Linked DNA regions of Oryctolagus cuniculus: region 1 is linked to region 2. Evidence: chromatin contacts called from public Hi-C data. All regions are on one chromosome and are shown on one strand. The core of a region is the stretch at or near the end of the contact, and the rest is flanking DNA. Distances in the headings are between cores, read along the strand shown.

Region 1 (6,358 bases), core at 2,860-5,359, 220 kb before region 2:
AAACAGGCACCCATATGGGATGCTGGCACTGTAGTCCAGGAAGGCTCTTTAATTTCTTTTCACTTGAAAAGTAAGGGTTAGAACTAAAAATATTGACCCAAAATTAAAAAAAAATTATATAAGATCTGGACATTACCGCCTAAGGCTAGCTGATGTATCTAAAAACAATAGCTGCTTGTCATGTCCTGCAGGGGGTAGAGTAGTTGGTTTCTAGGCAGCCCACCATAGTGCAGAGATCACTGTGTACTGCCACTTCTGGAGTAAAGGAGCTTACTGGCTCGCTAATTAAGAGATACGAAGCCATATTTCAGAACTGAACTAAAGGTGGATGAGGTGGTCCCCTGGTCCATCACAGCAGGGTGAAGCCAACGGCTCGAAACTGAGAGCGCATCCCTGACCAAGCAGTGCTGTGTAAACTGACCATCAAAGAAAACCCGAGCAGTATCTCCAGAGAATTCCAGAGTCTACAGCCCTGCTGACCAGTTTACACATGGTGGAAGCCTAAGGAGCCAACAGCAGCGCAACCCACAAGATAAATAACCTATTCAAAATTGCTTATAGACTATACTGCTTATGGGTTGTTTATATTTCTTACTGTAATGTACTATCACCCTTTGTTATTGTCTATGATCATAGTTACGGCCCTGGTCCTTGCCATTGGCTTGACAATGGTCACCCTGAGTGGCTGGATCCCTGGGGAGTTACTTGGTGGTTGGTTCCCTGCCATTGAGGGTGCTGTCGTCTCGATTCTAGGACCCTGTTTAATTCTGCCATGCCTGGCTCCCTTGGTACTAAGGACCATCACCAGTATCTTTAAGGCCATAATTAAAGAAAAACATGGCTGCACATGTCCTGATGTTATAGATGATGCCCCTTGATCCTGAGAAAGGTCCCAGCATCAGAGGAGGGAATGAGGTAGGGCCTTTCCAAAGAAAAACTAAGGGCCCTCTCCTATCAAAGGAAAAGTTGAAGACCCTCCCAGATCAACAGCAACAAAAGAACAAAGTGGCACAATCAGGACCTATGTGTGCATGGGTAACCCTGTAACAACTCTATAGCAACCCTGTAGCCTTAAAATACCCAGTCGAAATGTATGTGACCGTATAAAGGAGACAGAGACACTAATACTATATATAAGGCAATGCCCCGCTTTGTTTGGGGCTCGGCCTTTGAATGTTAGTTCGCTGGGCCCATGTGGACAGAATAAACAGTGCTTCCTGCTGTGGGCCTCGGTGTCATGTCTCTCTGTCCAAGAACCCTACAACACTTTGACATCCCTGATGCTCTGAGGGCTCCCTAAAGGCCTAACCACCAGTTTCCCTGCCTGGGCTGGATATGTCCACTACGAGCAGGAAAGGTACCCACTGAGCTGGTCCCCTATCTGCCAGACCAGCTGCATTCCACTCATGGGTTTCAACCCTTGCCAGCCCCCAAGACTGCTAAAACAATCCTGCTGCACCATCTAGAGGGAAAGTGCTGTCCTTCCCTCCTGATTACTGCAAAGCCCACCCCTCACAGCCAGGGCTGGTTCATTCTGCTAATGATGGCATCCCATCTGTGACCCTCCATGGCATGCACCGAACATCCTTTTCTTCCAGGCTGTGACATTGGGGAACTTCAAAAGTTTCATAGAAAATGTGTATTATAAAAAATTATGCATGGCTTTCAAAATTTATGCACAAAAATAAAATTGTCTTTTAATTACATCTTCCATGAACTTTTGGAAGTATCCTTGTGTATACAACTAGTGAATTATTACTCACCTCATTTATTCAGTGTTAAGTGTCATGTGCTCAGCCATTTTATTTGTGTGTGGTGAAGGCTTCCTGCCTTCATCAAGAAGTGACTAGGTGATTGGAATACAATCACTTCTCTCTCCAACTCCCTCTCCCTCACCTGCACACTGCACCACACTGAGTTATTCTTTGTTCCTTTGAAACCCTTAATGATCACACCTCCCTGTATTTGTCTAGAATGTCCTTGACTGGCACATCCTTGCTCATTCAAGATTTGATTCAAAACCTCTTACCATTCAATTGCCAGGGTGGAGCTAATGCAGCAAATCACTCAGTTTTCCTTTAACTCTGTAGATGGTTGCCATGGTGATGACATCTACCCCTACACTGGAAACTGAAATACTCACATGTTCACATAGTTACTGGGCAATATTATTATCCTATATACCTGAAGTGGTAGCTCACCACGAAGCAGCCTGACAGCATATTTAGTCAACACAAAAATTCATGGTCTGCACCCATGGCCGGCTCTGTGACCGTCTCCCCTTAACAACCCAGATTCCAACATTCAAGCAGACTTCCCTAGGCAAGCACAGTCTATGCACATGCTCAGAGTTCACAACCGGAGGCAAAGAGCACGTGTCGAGACAGGACAAGAATTCTGCAGCTTTCACCTGAGCATATTCCTGTTTTTCCTGAATTTCGTCTTTTGCTGGAATTGCTCTACAACTGGAATTGATCTACAATTGTTCTATGTTGAGTCACAGAACTATAACCATCCATTTTCTTTGCTCCCACTGCACTGAGTATATAATCCATTTAATGAAATAGTACCTTATACCATACATATTTATTTCTTTAAAAACATATAGACTGCAGGCGACATACTATCTTTTTTTTTATAGCTCATAGCACAGGATCTGATACTTAAGTATCTGAATAGGAATCCTTCCTGAGAGAGAGAAATATGAAACAGCGCTATGCTTCTAGCTGAGCTTTTACAGGAGGGTAGAGGGTAGAGACATAGCAGTAGCAGTCACAGACGTTGTTTCTCAGGTCTTAGTGAAATCCTGGCTACTGAGAGTTTTGCCCTTAACTACTACTCTTTTATTTCCAAAATAAAGAATTATAGTTCCAAAAAATCTTCGTGAAGATCTTCCAATGGATTTCTAGTCCATTTCCTTAACCGCCTGGCAAGGAGTGCTTCCTGAGAATGCAGGGAAATAAAGACTATGTTCCTGTCTCCCAGCCTGTCTTCCACAGTCCTGGTCCTCAACATTTTCCCAGTTTCCCAGGCAAAGAAAAATGGACATAACTGCTAGGTCACTTTGGTAACCATTATGGGACACTGGACATTATGGGAGGATATACCAGTTAATAATAGTAATGTGCTCCAAATGACACCTTCAGTTTACCTGTAGAGGTCATAAACTTTCAAATGTGTTAATCCAGAAACAATTTTCACTTGCGAACTTCTTGAAACACACGGCTAGTCTGTTTCCTTCCTTTACCATAAAATTAAGACACAAAATTTCAAGCAGAAAAATAAAGAAAACAATGTTAGCAGAGGATGGTTTCGATCCATCGACCTCTGGGTTATGGGCCCAGCACGCTTCCGCTGCGCCACTCTGCTTCCCGAAGGCGCCCTCTTCCTGTAGTATTCTTAGCATTGCGTAAAAGCGGCCAACTATGCGGGACAAACTGTATCTAATACCTCACCTACCACACCAATAACATTCCCGGCCTCAAGCGGAGGCGGGGGGGATACTGGGGAGAGAAACAAACACCACCACACCGGCAAGTTATTGGGAACAGATGTGAGGGCGGCTAAATAGAGAAGCGCAGCTCCTACCAAACAGGGCAGGGACACAACGGCCGGGAGCGGGGCCCGGCGCCGCGGGGGAACCGCGCCACGCAGCCACCCCACACGCCGACTCGCCGTCCGGGCAGCGTTCCGGGTGGTCGGAGGCGAGAGGGCGAGGACCTGGCGCTCTCCCGCCCTCCGCCCTCTCTGCCGACCCGGGCCCTGCGAGCCGGGTGTCCGAGCGCAGGGCGGGACGAAGCTGGGCCGCTGCTGGACGCCGTGGGCGCCCGCGCTCCCGCGCCACCACCCAAAGCGTCCCAAGCATCAGTAAAAAGTGAATTTCTGTTCCTGACATAGTTGCTGAAGCGGCCTAAAGACTTGAGAAGGCAGGACTGGCGGGAACCACACCGACAACGCGCCAAAATGGCGGGCGGAGGTCTTTGGTGACGTCATCCCCGCCGGGCGCGAGGGGCGGGGCCAGCAGGCGCAAGGGGCGTTCCCGCGCAGGCTTGGCGTCTTCAATTAGGTCCGCACTCCGGGCATATAAGGGGAGCACGTCTGCCGGTAGTCGCTATTTCTGAGTTGGTTCTGGTAGCTGATAGAGATGTCTGGACGTGGCAAGGGCGGGAAGGGCCTGGGCAAGGGCGGCGCCAAGCGCCACCGCAAGGTGCTGCGCGACAACATCCAGGGCATCACCAAGCCCGCCATCCGCCGCCTGGCCCGGCGCGGCGGCGTCAAGCGCATCTCGGGGCTCATCTACGAGGAGACCCGCGGCGTGCTCAAGGTCTTCCTCGAGAACGTCATCCGCGACGCCGTCACCTACACGGAGCACGCCAAGCGCAAGACGGTCACGGCCATGGACGTGGTCTACGCGCTCAAGCGCCAGGGACGCACGCTCTACGGCTTCGGCGGCTGAGCTGCCCCGGCGGCCCGAGACCCTCCACCCAAAGGCCCTTTTCAGGGCCACCCAAGTTCTCCTGTAAGAGAGCTAGCACTTCATTGCGTTTTTTTTCCTTGGTAACGAAGTTTTGCGTTCATTCGTTGGTGGCTTTACGCTTCCAGTTTTATTTCAAACCGGATTCTCATGACTTCAGGTTTTCTGGGGTTCACTGAAAGCACTGGTTGCTCGGACAGTGAGCTCGGTGGAGGCCGCCTGGCCCCTCACGTAGTTGGCCGCCTCAGTTCTGCAAGGGTTCCGGCCGTGCCGAGGGCGGCCCTGCCTGCTACCGGGCTCAAGATGGCGGGGCCGGGGACAAAGGCCGGGCCCGGGGAGGGAGCGATGGGCGGGATTAGGCTTTCTGCTCTTTGTGCAAGTAGAAGCGCGAGGGAGAACTAAAGGCTCATGTGTGGAAAGGTGGGTATTGTGCTCTGAGAACTGACTACGGAAGTAGCCCAGCTGAGTATTGCGTAAGCGGTCATTACCAGGTAGTGCAGCTTCCAGGGGATCCGTTTTCAGTGACTATCAAGGTAACAGGCCGAATTTACGCTACCAACTCATTCCACAGAAGCCGTAATCACGCCGCAAATGTTTTAAGAACACGGCTTGTTTGACCCAAATATAGGCCATGCTCGTTATGCTAAGGGAGATGGTTCATGCGACTTAGTGCCAAGTTGGACAGTGTAGCTCTTACAGATACCAGCCAAGTGGTGGTTTGCAGCCTGCGGTTCTCGCTGAACGCTCGCCTAGTTATGGTTTCAAGGCTGCACCGCCGGTTTCGCCCTCCAGCATGTTCTAGGACGCACAGTGCGTTCGCCGCCGGCAGCCCGAGCGGAGAGATCAGTTCAGGCGGAGTCTAATCTCCCTGCCTTTGGTTTCTTTCGAGGGCAGCCGCGCTGAGACAAAGGCGGAAGTGAAGGCCTTGCCAAGTTTCGGCGTGTGTCTGGCCCCGGTTCTCATCACAGCCACCCCCAGAGACTGCTGCTCCCTTCGCATTTGCGAGAAGCCAGCCCCTTCCCTTGTAGCCTCTGAAAACCCTGGGCCACGCTCTTTCAGAACCGTGGTTGACGCTAGGCTGCTACCTCATCTACTGAGCGATTAACCTCATTCTCAAACCTTGGCCTCGTTATTTTCATCCGGCACCGTTGACCACAACCTGAGCTTTCGGTAACAATAGTCCTGGATGACAGCGAACCTAACTATTTTTATATCTGTTTATTGGGTGTGGGTGTGTACAGATAATTATAAGTAAATTATATGTGTTAGGTGGTGGTGAGCACTATAAAGATCAGTGAACAGCAGGAAAAGACAGTGTGCAGGGAGGCAGTGATATTTTAAATGATAGGGTCGTGGGAAGCTTTACCGATAAAGTGATGGTTGGGGGATAAAAAACATGGGGAAACTTGAAGTATTCCAAATAGAAGGCCCAATAGGAAAGCCTGGGTTGTGGAGGCAAAGCAGATAAGGGTTCAGAGGCACATGGAGCTGTTCTGTGGCATTGAAGCGGATGTTAACACTGGGTGTGAGTCCTTGTAGGATTCTGAGCAAAAGGGTGACAAGATGTAGTTTATGTTTTTAAAAGATCTATTTGGATGCTTGATCGAGAACAGACTGATGGGACTACAGTAGGAGCTGGGACACCAGTTAGGAGGCTAGTACAATAATCCAGTTGAGAGAAGACTGACTTGATCAGTGTGTTAAAGGCAGAGGATTTTGTATATATTTTGAAAAAAGAGTTCTTAGCTAGTAAATGTAGGGGATGAGAAAATTCATGGATGATTTCGATGACATTAGTCACAGCAACTACACAGATCCCAATTGGTAAAACAAGAAACAAAGTAGAAGGAATGAGGTTTGGAGAGAATTATAGGCTTAGTTTTG
Region 2 (6,350 bases), core at 3,415-5,914:
GCATGGGCAGCAACGCGAAGGCAGAGAGCTCAGGTGGCCGGAAGGCCAGGTGCCAGGAAGGCGAGGGGCAACAGGGACAAAGAGGGTCTGTAAAAGTGTGAAAGGGAAACAAAGGGCCAGGCCCACCGTGTTGCAGGCCTTTAATCCACTTCCAAAGGGGGGTAGCTAATTAGTCTGATTTGCAGGTGGGCTTACAGGTGTGGGCAGGTAGCAGCAGGGGCACACACAGGGGCGTGGTGAAGGCGTGGTCTCCCAGCTCACAAATCTCATCGATTTTATCCTGTCTGTCAACATCCGTTTGCAAGTCGCCTTCTTCAAAGGCTGTTAACATCCTCAGCAACCTGATATTTTGCCAACTTCCTAAAGTATTTTTGATTGAAGGTTTAAAAGATGGACAACACCCAACAAACTGGAGAAGTGAGCAATGAGATTTGGTTGTTTCACTGGTAAATTTGTGAGAAGGACTTCCATTTTAATCCACTTGGCCTGTCTCCTTTTAATTGTATTCAGGCCATGTACAGGTAAAGTAATCATTGATCTCGTGGGCTTAAGAATGTGAGGGCTGGAAACTTGCCACATTAGCTTGAGGACTATTTTGAGTTGGCAACAACTGAGAGGCAGCAGGCACAAGACAAGTTCTCTGCCTTCCCCTATTTGCTGAAATGCTGCACGTAAATTTGCAAAGGTTTTCTCCCCTCCCCCCACAATCATCAGACAGACTTTTAAACTCTTAACTTGGAAAATGCCCCAGAGGGATCTAGGTTACAAAATATACTAATTAATCTTTGTCTATCATTAGTTTCCCACACATTTAATGCCCCCCCTTTTTTTCTTTTTTTAAAGGTTATTTTATTTGAATGGCAGAATTACAGAGAGGCAGAAGCAGAGAGTAAGAGAGGTCTTCCTCTGGTTTACTTCCCAGATGGCTTTGCAATGGCCATTCTGAAACCAGGATCTTCCACCAGATCTCCCATGAGGGTGCAGTAGCTCAAGCACCTGGGCCATCTTCCACTGCTTTCCCAGGCCAGAGCAGAGAGCTGGATCAGAAGTGGAGCAGCTAGGTCTCGAACGAGCACCCATATGGGATGCTGGCGCTTCAGGCCTCTGAGCCATAGCACCGGCCCCAACCTATATCTTTCAGTGATGTCAACTGTCTTGCTTTTGCTGTTTCTGGAGCTGGAGTTGTTATTGGGAAGTAACTACTTCCTTTCCTATTTGTTTGGGATAATTACCTCCCAGTATCTGTTTCTCACATTTGCCTTCCACATCTTTTTCAAAAGCACATGCTGTGAACTCGCTGTCAATGAGGCGCCTCAATGGGATGCCTGAGGCTGCCAAGTGCTTGCCCACTCCAGGTGACCTGGGTCAGTGGACGGCTTTTTCTTACCCACGACTCTGTGGAGTAGAGAGTCCAGAGGCTATGCCCGGAGAGACCCCTGCTTCAGCCCTTCCCCTTAGCGTTTGCTTCAGCTAGTCCTGTGTCTGAGCACTGCTCTATGAGAGCGTCTACAATTTCTCCAGAAAATCAAAATCGCTGTCCCTTCTGACTTTCTCCCTGAATGATCCCCTGTTTGAATACATCAGGCCCGCGGCTCAAGTGTTCAGTCTTCCTACAGAGCTGGCTTCCTCACCTTGTGCAGGCCTGAACCCAGGTGACATTCTCCTGGGGACACTGTCCCTCCCTCCCCACTTTCCTCTCAACTATCACTTTCCCTCGCTAAATTCTTCTCCATAGCACTTATCACCAAAAACACGTATACTGAATATTTTTATGTTGTTACCTCATTGTGTGCCTTCCCCAAGAAGAAAAGTAGCGTCTCGAGGATACAAGTCTTTGTCTGCTTAGTTCACCATTCTGTGCTCCTACAGCACTGACAATTAGCAGGTGCTTGGTAAATATATGTTGAATAAATGTTGGACGCACATCTGCCTCGTGAACTCTCCTGATCCTTCTAATTTACATGGACTAATCTTCCCCTTCACGCTCCCTGATGTTAGTTATTGCTCAAAACCTCCAGCACTGCTATGGAATCATCAGGCACGCAAGTTCACCCTTCTCAAAGAGATTATGAATTCTTTGGAGCAGCATTTGTGATACTGTTTTACATCTCCGCCTTAGGTTTTGCAGCTTTTCCAACAGTGAGCCAGTGATTACTGATGTATTTTGCTGTCATAGATGGTGAAAATGCTCACTGAAAAAATAAGGAAACTTGAATACTAAGAGAAAAAGTCATAGACGTCAGAAGACTGGAGAGAAGACAAAGGAAAAAAAAAAAAGAAGAAATGAGCACTTTCACTCTCTTGCTAGTTTCTCTGGATCAAATCACAGATCAAAAAGGTTCATTTGGGAGTAGATCATATTTTAACACCTGGGCTGTTGTTTCTTCTACAACCCCATTTGTGTACAAAGTAAACTTTCAGTTTGAGCCCTCAGAAATTCTTGAAAAAATTATCCACGTCCATCTATGCCCTATTGCTTCTATGTTAAGGGTCATAAAAAAGATTAGCAATAAGATTTCTCTTGCTAATCTCTCTTTTTAAAGATTTACTCATTTGAAATAAACACTGACAGGGAAAGACAGAGGTCTTCCATGTACTAGTTCACTGCCCGAATGCTTACAACAGCTTGACTGGGCTAGGCTGAAGCCAGGAGCCTGGAACTCCATCCAGGTCTTGAACATGGGTGTCAAGGGCCCACGTAGCTGGACTACCTTCCGCTACTTTCCCAGGCCTCATAGCAGGGAGCTGGATCAGAAGCAGCGCAGCCACATGTGATATGGGATGATGGAGTTTCAAGCCACAGCTTAATCCGCTCTACCACCAAGCTGGCCCCTCCTGCCAATCAACATGAGCAATTAAGACCAGGAAATTGTCAGGTAGAGAGCTAGGCAGGATGAACCCAAAGACTCATCCAGGACTCTCCAAGACCCACCAAAGACTGCCCACTTTGCACTTTAACTGGAGGTTGAAATATCCTCATAATAATGGGAGCTCAAAGTAAAGTCTAGTTTGCAGCCACATGCACGGAGTCCAATGACATGCAACTCCCAGATGTCCATCACACATGTCAATCATGAGCATCATGGCCACATCACTACTTAATGTCCCTTATACTTTAGGAATAAAAGTCCCAAACAGAAGAAAGTTTCCCATGTGTTCTTGCTACTGGTCCCTTCCTCTCTTGGAATGCATGTCAACACAATTTGCTTTAAGTTCTCCTTTAATTTCTCTGAACTACAATTTATTACTGTGTCAGCGAAAAGCAATGAGGGCAAGGCAGCAGAAACTTTCTTTGAACGTCTCATCCTGAGGACAGGGCCTCCAACAGAGACTCATTGTCCTCAGTCCACTTCCCCTGCATCTCAGCAAGCAGGAGCGATCAACGCAGGAGAAGAGACAAACTCCACACCCAGACTTCCCAGAGGCTCTCCCCGATTTTCCAAAGGCCTGTTCACCTTTCCCAGAAATCATCTTCTATTCTCCAAACCTTTAAGTCACCCTCTAGCCTGTCTCCTATAAAGAACTCCAAGATTTCAGGAGGTTATTCGATACCTACTTTCCCTTCCTGTGATGACCCCTCTGTCCACCCCCACCCCCTCCCCCACCGCCACAGCACTGATAAACTTGACCTGCCTGCTGTCAGTTTATTTCATAGACTTAGTTACCAAGGGTACAGGTGAAATGGAAGATTTGCTGTCCTAGATCAGAAGATAATCATCGAGTCCTTGCCCCCAGTTTTAATTGTTCAGGTAATTAAAGAAGAATTAAACCACAATAAATAATTCTTTGTACCACTTTCTTTTTCGTTGTGATGTTGAGAGTTAAAACAAAACGTAGCCCAGAAATTTCTTTCCAATCACTTATTTAGAAATGGCTGTGAGTTTGTTCCTTTCAAAAACCATAAATGAAAATCTCCCCCCCCCAAAAAAAGGGCCAATGTGATATCGGAATTTGGGGTGTTATATATCACCGTGTGTTTATTAATAAATTCCCAATATTAATAAGCCCGTGTGGGTTCTTGCCTAATATTCAGAAAATACTTCTGAATACCGGCATAAACAAATGAGGCAGCATGATACGTTTTAAGCTTTTAATCAGTGAGAGAAATGCAGAGGAGAGTGAGGGCCCTAAGAGAGAGAAATCCGGGCTCATAGCGAGCACCAGGAGCCAGCCACGTGGAGGAACAGGCAGATCAGGAAGCAGGCAGGTGGCCCAAAGGCCAGGCGACTTGGGGCGCAGGGGCAGCAAGGGCCAGCAATGGCAAAAGGCCAGAGAGAAGGATAAGGCCAGACACACCCTGTTGACAGCTTTTGATCCACTTCCAAAGCTTAGTGGTTAATTAACCTGATTGGCCTGTGGGCACACAGGTGTGGCTGGGTAGGGGCATGAGATCATGCAGTGGTGAAGGCGGGGTCGTCCAGCTCACAGACCTGATCAGTTTTATCCTGTATTCCTGCCTACATCAGCTTTTGTTACCAAAAGCTCAGTGGTTTAGCCTTGCAGCATAACAAGATGTTCTCATGAGTGGCCTGCAAAACACCATTTCACGGGAATTTCTAAGAACAAATCTATACTGCAAACCTTTTTTTTTTTTTAAGGACTTTTAAAATTTTGAATGTCAGAATTAGAGATAGAGGTAGAGACAGGGAGAAAGAGATTTCCATTGGCTGGTTTATTACTCAGATGACTACAATGGCCAGGGCTGGGCCAGGTCGAAGTCCGGAGCCAGAAGCTTCATCCAGGTCTCCCAAATGAGGGCATGAGTCAAAGCACCTGGGCCATCTTCCATTGCTTTTCCCAGGTCATTAGTAGGGAGCTGGATCAGAAGTGGAGCAGCCAGGATAGGAACCAGCGCCTATGTGGGACGCGGGTATTGCAGGTGAGGATTATACCTGCTGTGCCACAGGGTCGGCCCCAGACTTTTCAACTTTACATTTAATCACAAGAACTATCGCCCTTGATTCTATTAAAATCTTGCTTGTATTCTTCTATATCGGCTTATATAATCAAAACTCAAAACAATGAGGACAAACATCCCCGCTTTTAATAATGGCATTTTGAGAAAAAGAATTGATTCAATAATTACTTGTAAAACACAAGAAAAGATTATGAAGCTGGATCAGTGATTGGCTCTAACATAAAGCTCACACGGGATGAAAGCGGTGCATGCAAATGAAGGATGCAAATTCTCGTTTCTCATTGGGTATCTGATCTTAGCCAATGGGAGAATCCCATACAGGCTCCCTCCAGCAAGTATAAATACTGCTCCTGCCGTTCTCAGATCTGTTGCTCCTCTAGGTTTTGCTCCTGCTTTCGTCTGAAGTTGTGATCTCAAGCGATGTCTGGACGCGGCAAGCAGGGCGGCAAGGCGCGCGCCAAGGCCAAGACCCGCTCCTCCAGGGCCGGGCTCCAGTTCCCCGTGGGCCGCGTGCACCGCCTGCTGCGCAAGGGCAACTACGCCGAGCGCGTGGGCGCCGGCGCCCCGGTGTACCTGGCGGCCGTGCTCGAGTACCTGACGGCCGAGATCCTGGAGCTGGCGGGCAACGCGGCGCGCGACAACAAGAAGACGCGCATCATCCCGCGCCACCTGCAGCTGGCCATCCGCAACGACGAGGAGCTCAACAAGCTGCTGGGCCGCGTCACCATCGCGCAGGGCGGCGTGCTGCCCAACATCCAGGCCGTGCTGCTGCCCAAGAAGACCGAGAGCCACCACAAGGCCAAGGGCAAGTGAAGTGTCCGTTGCACGGCTCCCGCTTTTCTGATCAACCTAACCACAAAGGCTCTTTTCAGAGCCACCCACAGCTTTCATGAAAACTGCTGTCCTGTTCGCGCTGTGTTCTCAGTAGCAGACACAGCTGTGTTGGTATCGGGTCTTTGCCCCGTGAGGATTCGCGAGTTTTCTGTGGAGGATCCAAGCCGCGCCCTTCAATCGCCCCTTCAGCCATGGCTTTGGAGTTTAATCTAAGGCCACAATTTCATAATCTCAGAACGGTGTAATCGTGAACTCCGTTTCACAAAAAATAAATCTATACATATATGTACACACATAATTAAGAACACTTAAACAGTTTCTTAGAGTTCCCATATTTGCATTTCTTCAGCGCATTTTCGTACGTGCCCACAATACTCAGGCACTGCCTAAAATGATAATCAGTAGTATTCAGCACTCTACCTTTATATAATACCCATAAGCTACCACATTTGTATAATCAGATGTGCCCTGTAGATTTTTCAGGCAACGTCTACGGATAGGAAAGGGTAAAGGATGTGACGTCAAATGCCGTGCGCCCCCGGGGGCGGGAGGGGGCGGGACTATGGCTCAGGGCAGGGCAGCGGATTGGTTCACCAAC

What was found. Hi-C and Micro-C count contacts between places; a contact is called where the count stands out from the background.
Region 1: a Hi-C map of an unstated tissue shows a contact between it and region 2, with 4 times the contacts expected there. The contact joins the promoter of LOC138849828 here to the promoter of LOC100348485 in region 2. A contact is called at or near these places in 2 of 6 Hi-C or Micro-C datasets (psoas muscle and an unstated tissue).

Annotation. Positions count from the first base shown.
Region 1 is chr5:153,567,408-153,573,765 of mOryCun1.1, reverse strand. It overlaps LOC138849828 (histone H4), which reads left to right and starts at 4,109. Exons shown (of 1, transcript XM_070074864.1): 1 at 4,109-4,511. The coding sequence starts at 4,145. The coding sequence ends at 4,456. It overlaps TRNAM-CAU (transfer RNA methionine (anticodon CAU)), which reads right to left and starts at 3,369; the gene lies at 3,298-3,369.
Region 2 is chr5:153,345,056-153,351,405 of mOryCun1.1, reverse strand. It overlaps LOC100348485 (histone H2A type 1-E), which reads left to right and starts at 4,664. Exons shown (of 1, transcript XM_017344944.3): 1 at 4,664-6,065. The coding sequence starts at 5,339. The coding sequence ends at 5,731.